Linked DNA regions of Gossypium hirsutum: region 1 is linked to region 2. Evidence: chromatin contacts called from public Hi-C data. All regions are on one chromosome and are shown on one strand. The core of a region is the stretch at or near the end of the contact, and the rest is flanking DNA. Distances in the headings are between cores, read along the strand shown. Region 1 holds the start of LOC107918063 (50S ribosomal protein L35, chloroplastic). Region 2 holds the start of LOC121204598 (pentatricopeptide repeat-containing protein At4g30825, chloroplastic).

Region 1 (2,950 bases), core at 142-2,641, 940 kb before region 2:
TAAAATGCCTAATTAAACTTAGACAGAAGTTTAAAATTAACAAATTTATAAATTGAGAAAAATGGTGGGATTGAAGATATCAACTCTGACAACATTATTTTTGAGAAAAAATAGTACTAGTTTCAGGCTTTAGTGTTTTCATGCCTTAATCATTTATAGTTCAAGCACTATAGAGAGATTGATATCGAGGCCATGACATTTAATAATTCCAACTACATTAATTGAATGAGCCAAAGAACAATGTGAAAGATATTATTGAAAGTCATTTTGAGTACAAAAAATTTTAAAAATATTTTTATATTTACTTTTCAAAGTTTTAAAATTTTAAAATATTTTTTAATAATTATGACTAAAATGATAAATTTTATAATATTAAAGGCTAAATTTGATGATTTTTTTAAATTTAAAATCAAATTGATAAAATTTAAAAACATTAAAAAATTAAATATAGAGCAAACTTAATAGTTAAGTGACAATTTTTATACATTATCCATTTATATATAATATAAATATTAGATAAAAAGATAATTATAAAGTTTACAAATAAAATGTACTAAAAAAAGTTTACAAATGAAGGATAAATAAGTCGCCATAAATGAATACATCACAATAAATAAGAAAACATCAAATGCATTTGAATTTAGACAACCTTGTAGAAGTAAAAACTTTGTTTTATATTTTTATTTTTTTAAAATTATATATATTTAATTTTATAATAATATAAATAACTTGTTATTTTATAAATAAAAAACGTATAAACTTACTAAAAATACATCTAAAATGAATTTAAATATATGATTGTCCAAATTCAAATGTGTCAGGACAACAATTTATCCACGTTCATCATTGATATAAAAAAATATACTTTTCATTAATTAATATATTTTTAAAGTTTTATTTTTTTTATTTTTTTCAGTACATGGTATACTGAGGCTGTCACCATTCACCATTGGATTGAACATCAGTACTACATTAGTATAAACTAATAGTGTTAGTGTAGAGATATTAATATGGGTGATAAAATGCAAGTTCAAGTATCAACTAAACTCAAAAAAATTTAGATACCAATTAAATATTTTTGAGCAAATTTAGAGCATAAATTATATATTAACAAAAAAAAAACATCTTTTCTTTGTTTCCATTTCCAAATTTAGAACTTTAATTGAAAGTATAGAGGGAATATAAAAGTTTGTATTGATTGTTTGAAGTGATGAAGTAAGAAAATAGATTTATTTGAGATTGGTGGTTGATATCATTAATTCATTTTATTTGTATTATCATGATTTCTTTTTTCTAAACATGCTTAATTAGCTGTTAATCAAAATGTACCCAAGCTGTTAACCAAATTTTCTTATTACATATTAGGAAATAAATTCAAAAGAACTAAGGCCACAAACAAATGGCGAATATTCCGCAGCAGCATGGCAATCCATGAGGACGCAACGTCTGAGACGGCAGTTTTCTGCGGTTCTATCCTAATCTACTACTTTCCCACATACAATAATAACATCCTTAGCTTCAACACATTCATTTCATTCTTCCTCAATGGCTTCTTCTCTCAATTTAACCACTCTTTCTCTTACTTTACCCATTCCCCATCCTCATCCTCATCCCCATCCCCATCCCTTCTCATCCACTCGACTTCCTCGTGGCTCGCTCCAACTCCTCCAATTCAACAAGGTGGGCAAAGCCTTGAAACTCAGTTCCTCTCAAACCATCTCTGCTTTTCCTTCCTTTGCTTCCCAGGCCCTTCCCGCTTTCGCCCCTGCCCCCCAAACACTCCAATCCCCCACTGTCTTTGCGGCTAAAGGCTACAAAATGAAAACCCACAAGGTACTTCTCTCTTTCTTCTCTTTGCTTCCAGTGAATTTGGTTGCCATATCCAGGAAAACTTGTGCCAAAAGAATCCACATTTTTAGAATTCAGCAAATTTAAAAAATTTTATGAATAGATTTAGTTATTTGCTTTGCTTTTCTAATGGATACCATGTTGTCATATATATGGTTTATTAGGCTTCAGCAAAGCGATTCCGGGTGACAGGACGAGGGAAAATAGTAAGAAGGAGAGCTGGGAAGCAGCATTTGTTGGCTAAGAAGAACACCAAGCGTAAATTGCGCCTCTCCAAAATGGTCAGTCTTTTTTCCCCTTTTCGCCTCAGATTCTACTTTGTTATTATTATTAATAATTATTAAAATCCTTTTATCTTTTAGATAGCCTGACTGCTAATTCCTCCAAATTAATGCTGCGTTTTGGTTCTTGCATAGAAGGGATAAGCAACTGTGGGATATGGATTTGTAGCTTATACTTTTAATTTCTTAATTCCAAGCTCCTTATCATGACTGTTATCTTGTGTCAAACAAATAAAACTTAAACTGCAAGGAGTGGTTGGTGGGATGTAAGAAAGCCAATAAGACATTGCAATGAGAAAATTCGTTAAGGAAACTGAATAATTATTGTTTTTACTTTTGAAAGTCTTAGAATGAGGCTCACTTTTTTCTAAAAAAAAAAAATCTCCCAAGTTTTGGTGGATCTTCCCCTTCTTCTGGTTTCCCCAACTTGAATAGGAATTTAGTCCTGCTATTCTGTCTCTTGGCTCTAATACAGTTTACCAGTGTGGTTTGGATATGTAGATGAGCTCTGCCTTGGCATTTCAAGATTTTCAATCAGACAGGCTTCAAATTACTTTCTTTTAGTTTCTAAGTTATCCAGAGAGAGCAAATATTCCTGAAGGAATAATTGTTTTAATTGCTACCCCATTTAGGCTATATGCTGTCTGCCATCCTAGGTCCATTTTTCATCTCGTATCAAGAAAAGAGTCAAATGTCTCTTAGAGAAAATCTATATTAGAAATAATGAGCCTATGTTCTTGTTGGGGTATAGCAAAGTCAGGTTGGTCTTTAGGAGGTTTTGATGGGTGGAATCATGATTTTTTTTTTGTTACCTTAGTTTG
Region 2 (2,838 bases), core at 113-2,612:
TATTTGATGCTCTTCCATACCCTGTGATCAGTGTATTGTATGCAACAATATTTGGAGAAAAGCCTGCTTCTTGCATTGAAACCAATACCTGCTCGGCCTCCTCTAACTTGCCACTTTGACTATAAGCATTAAGCATCACCAACCAATTCTCAAGATTCAATGCGACTTTATCTTCTCTCATAAAGCTGATAACCTCTTCCGCTTTGTCATACAAACTCAACCGTGTATAAATTGTGATCATTGCAGAGTATGCAGACTGACATACAATGCCAGAACTCCTCATTTGTGAAAGTGCAAACTCTGCGTCCCTAACATTCCAACCCTTCTGGTAAAGTCCCATAAGCATCCCATAAGTGGCAACATTTGGCTGAACCCCATGTTCCAGCATCATTCTAAACCACTTAGCACCCATTTCAACAAGCCCCCTTTTAGAACAGGCGTATATGATTGTATTGAAAACCTGAAAATCAAGCTCACAGCCGGAATCGCATTTTGCTTGCCTAACCATTATTTCAGCAGCGTCCCAATCTTGTCTCCTGCCCAAAACTCGAAGAACCAATCTATAAGCCATCACATTTCCATCTAATTTCCCATTGCTCCTCAGCCACTCAAAAAATCTCAAAGCATTACCATCATTAGACTTCTCAAGCCTTTTCAATATAGAATTACAATGCTCCAAATTCAAGTCAGGCTTTATAGCAGTATAATCAACATCCAACCCGCTATTTCTACACACGAAAAGATCTCCTTTTTCTACTTCGTTACCGTTCCTTCTGGAACCAAACCTGAAACCCACATTTCTTGTTATCCCTTTCTCGCGGTTTTGACCTTTTCGGCCCTCAACAAGTTTTGGGTTTTCATTCACTAATTCATTTTCGGAAGAAAAAGGGGTATCTCTATCGACTGGGTTAGGGTCAGGAACGTTGGCGGGTTCGACTCTAATATGTTTGAGCCTAGTCAAAGAAGTGAGCATGGAAGCAGCTCTTGCGACATGAAAACAACTGGTGAATGAAAAACTGGAACATTGATCAGGTAAATGAGACGGGTTAACGTAGAAGCTGAGTTTCTTTGAATCGACAGAGTCCCAAGAAAGGGACAATTTCAAAGAAGCCATAGTTGTTATAATTACTGTTATCGGATTTTGAAGAAAAAATTATGCATCACTTTTGTGGATGAATGGAATTAAAGAAGAAAGCAGTAGAGAGAAGGCTATTGTGCATACCTTGATGATGGGATAAAGGAGGTTGAAGCAGTGGAGCAAAATAACCGTTTCTGGATCTTCTTGCTTTTTTTCTTCTTCTTCTTTTTTTTTTTTTTAAATTTCCTTTTCTACTTTACAGCCATGACAAACAATCGGTTTACATTACAACAGTAACAAACAGAATAAATAAATAAAAGTTAATTTACTTTTTAAATGGTTTAATTTTAACTAAGCAATAAATTTTTAAATTTTTTAAATAATATGTGAAAATAGTGAGATAGCATTGCATTGTATATGTAATAATATATTTATCGATCATACTTTAAAAAATAGTAAAAATAATAAATTTATTAATAATTATTTGGTCAAGACTAGAATTTTAAAATTCATTAAAATTCAAGGACTAAAAGTAATCAAATTAAAGTATACTAAATTAAATCTACAACTTACATATAATATAAAAACTAATAGTAAAATTTAGCTCATAAATAAATACAGCTCTGAGGTAATTTTAATTATAAACTATTTTTCAACCGGTAATTAAATCCCTTTTATTAATTTAATCTTAAAAAGTGAATAAATAAAAATAATAAAATATTTATATTTGTTAACCATAATCAAGCAGCAGTAAATAAATATGACTAAATTAATGATGAAAAAAATACACGTGAATCATACTTTTACTTATTTCAAGTCACTAACATTGATCAACATTCCTACTATCAAGTAACCCACTAAATTTATGTTTATATAGGAGGTTATGTCACTTTACCTTGTATTATCAAGCATAATAAAAAAAAGGTGGGATAATTTTGTAGATTATATTAATAATTCATTTTGATTTTGATAACAAAAATGGTTACAGTCTAAGTAAACGAAACAAGACCATTCATATGATGGATGAAGTTGGCAAATCTCTTGAAGTATTCAACTTCAACCCCGATATTATAATATTTTAGTAGAATAAACGACAGTGGCCTTGCTATACAGCAATTGGGTTGAAATGTTGTTCGTATGAGAAGCCACCCAAAAACCCAAGTCAGCTAGAAAAAGAGTGAAGGTGGATAAAGAAAGGGCGTTGAATTGAACAAATTGGGAGATGGCAAGCCATTGGGCTGTCTCTGCCTTGGGTAGATTAGATCAAAGTCAATTGGTTCCCCCTACCCAAAAGTCCAAAATTAAATAAAGTGGGATATCTTACGTAGTTTCTTTTTTTCGAAAATTTTAATTTATTAAACCCCACAATTTTCACCTTATCCCCACCCATCCCAGCAACTACTCTCCACCTTTCAGGTCCAATTAGCCTTCTTTTGGGGTCTGTTGTTCTAAGCCCAAATCTCCGCCCCCCCCGACTCTCTCTCCGTCTTTCTCCTCTCCTGCAAAACCCTAGATCTTTCACCCTTTCAACGTCGTTTTCCGGCCTTCTTCTCGCTCCCAGATCGCTTCTCGTTTGGGCTGACTGGTAAAAATCTCATCACCTTACCTAATTTCTCCGTTGACTGAAATTTTGGGTGTTCCTTTTTCTCTTTGATTTTTTCTTTATTTAATGCTTGCTTCGTTTTTTTGAGTTGGGGATTTTGATTTTAAACGCTTCGTGTTTCAATTTTGTGAGAGAATTGCGATGATTGCTGGCTTAT

The links. A called contact is a pair of places that touch in the nucleus more often than the background predicts.
Region 1: a contact with region 2 is called in a Hi-C map of leaf, with 5 times the contacts expected there. The contact joins the promoter of LOC107918063 here to the promoter of LOC121204598 in region 2. A contact is called at or near these places in 4 of 34 Hi-C or Micro-C datasets (hypocotyl and leaf).

The regions. Positions count from the first base shown.
Region 1 is chrA08:45,840,363-45,843,312 of Gossypium_hirsutum_v2.1, reverse strand. It overlaps LOC107918063 (50S ribosomal protein L35, chloroplastic), which reads left to right and starts at 1,391. Exons shown (of 3, transcript XM_016847568.2): 1 at 1,391-1,833; 2 at 2,013-2,129. The coding sequence starts at 1,546.
Region 2 is chrA08:44,900,359-44,903,196 of Gossypium_hirsutum_v2.1, reverse strand. LOC121204598 (pentatricopeptide repeat-containing protein At4g30825, chloroplastic) reads right to left here and starts at 1,362. Exons shown (of 2, transcript XM_041074728.1): 1 at 1-1,362. The coding sequence starts at 1,114.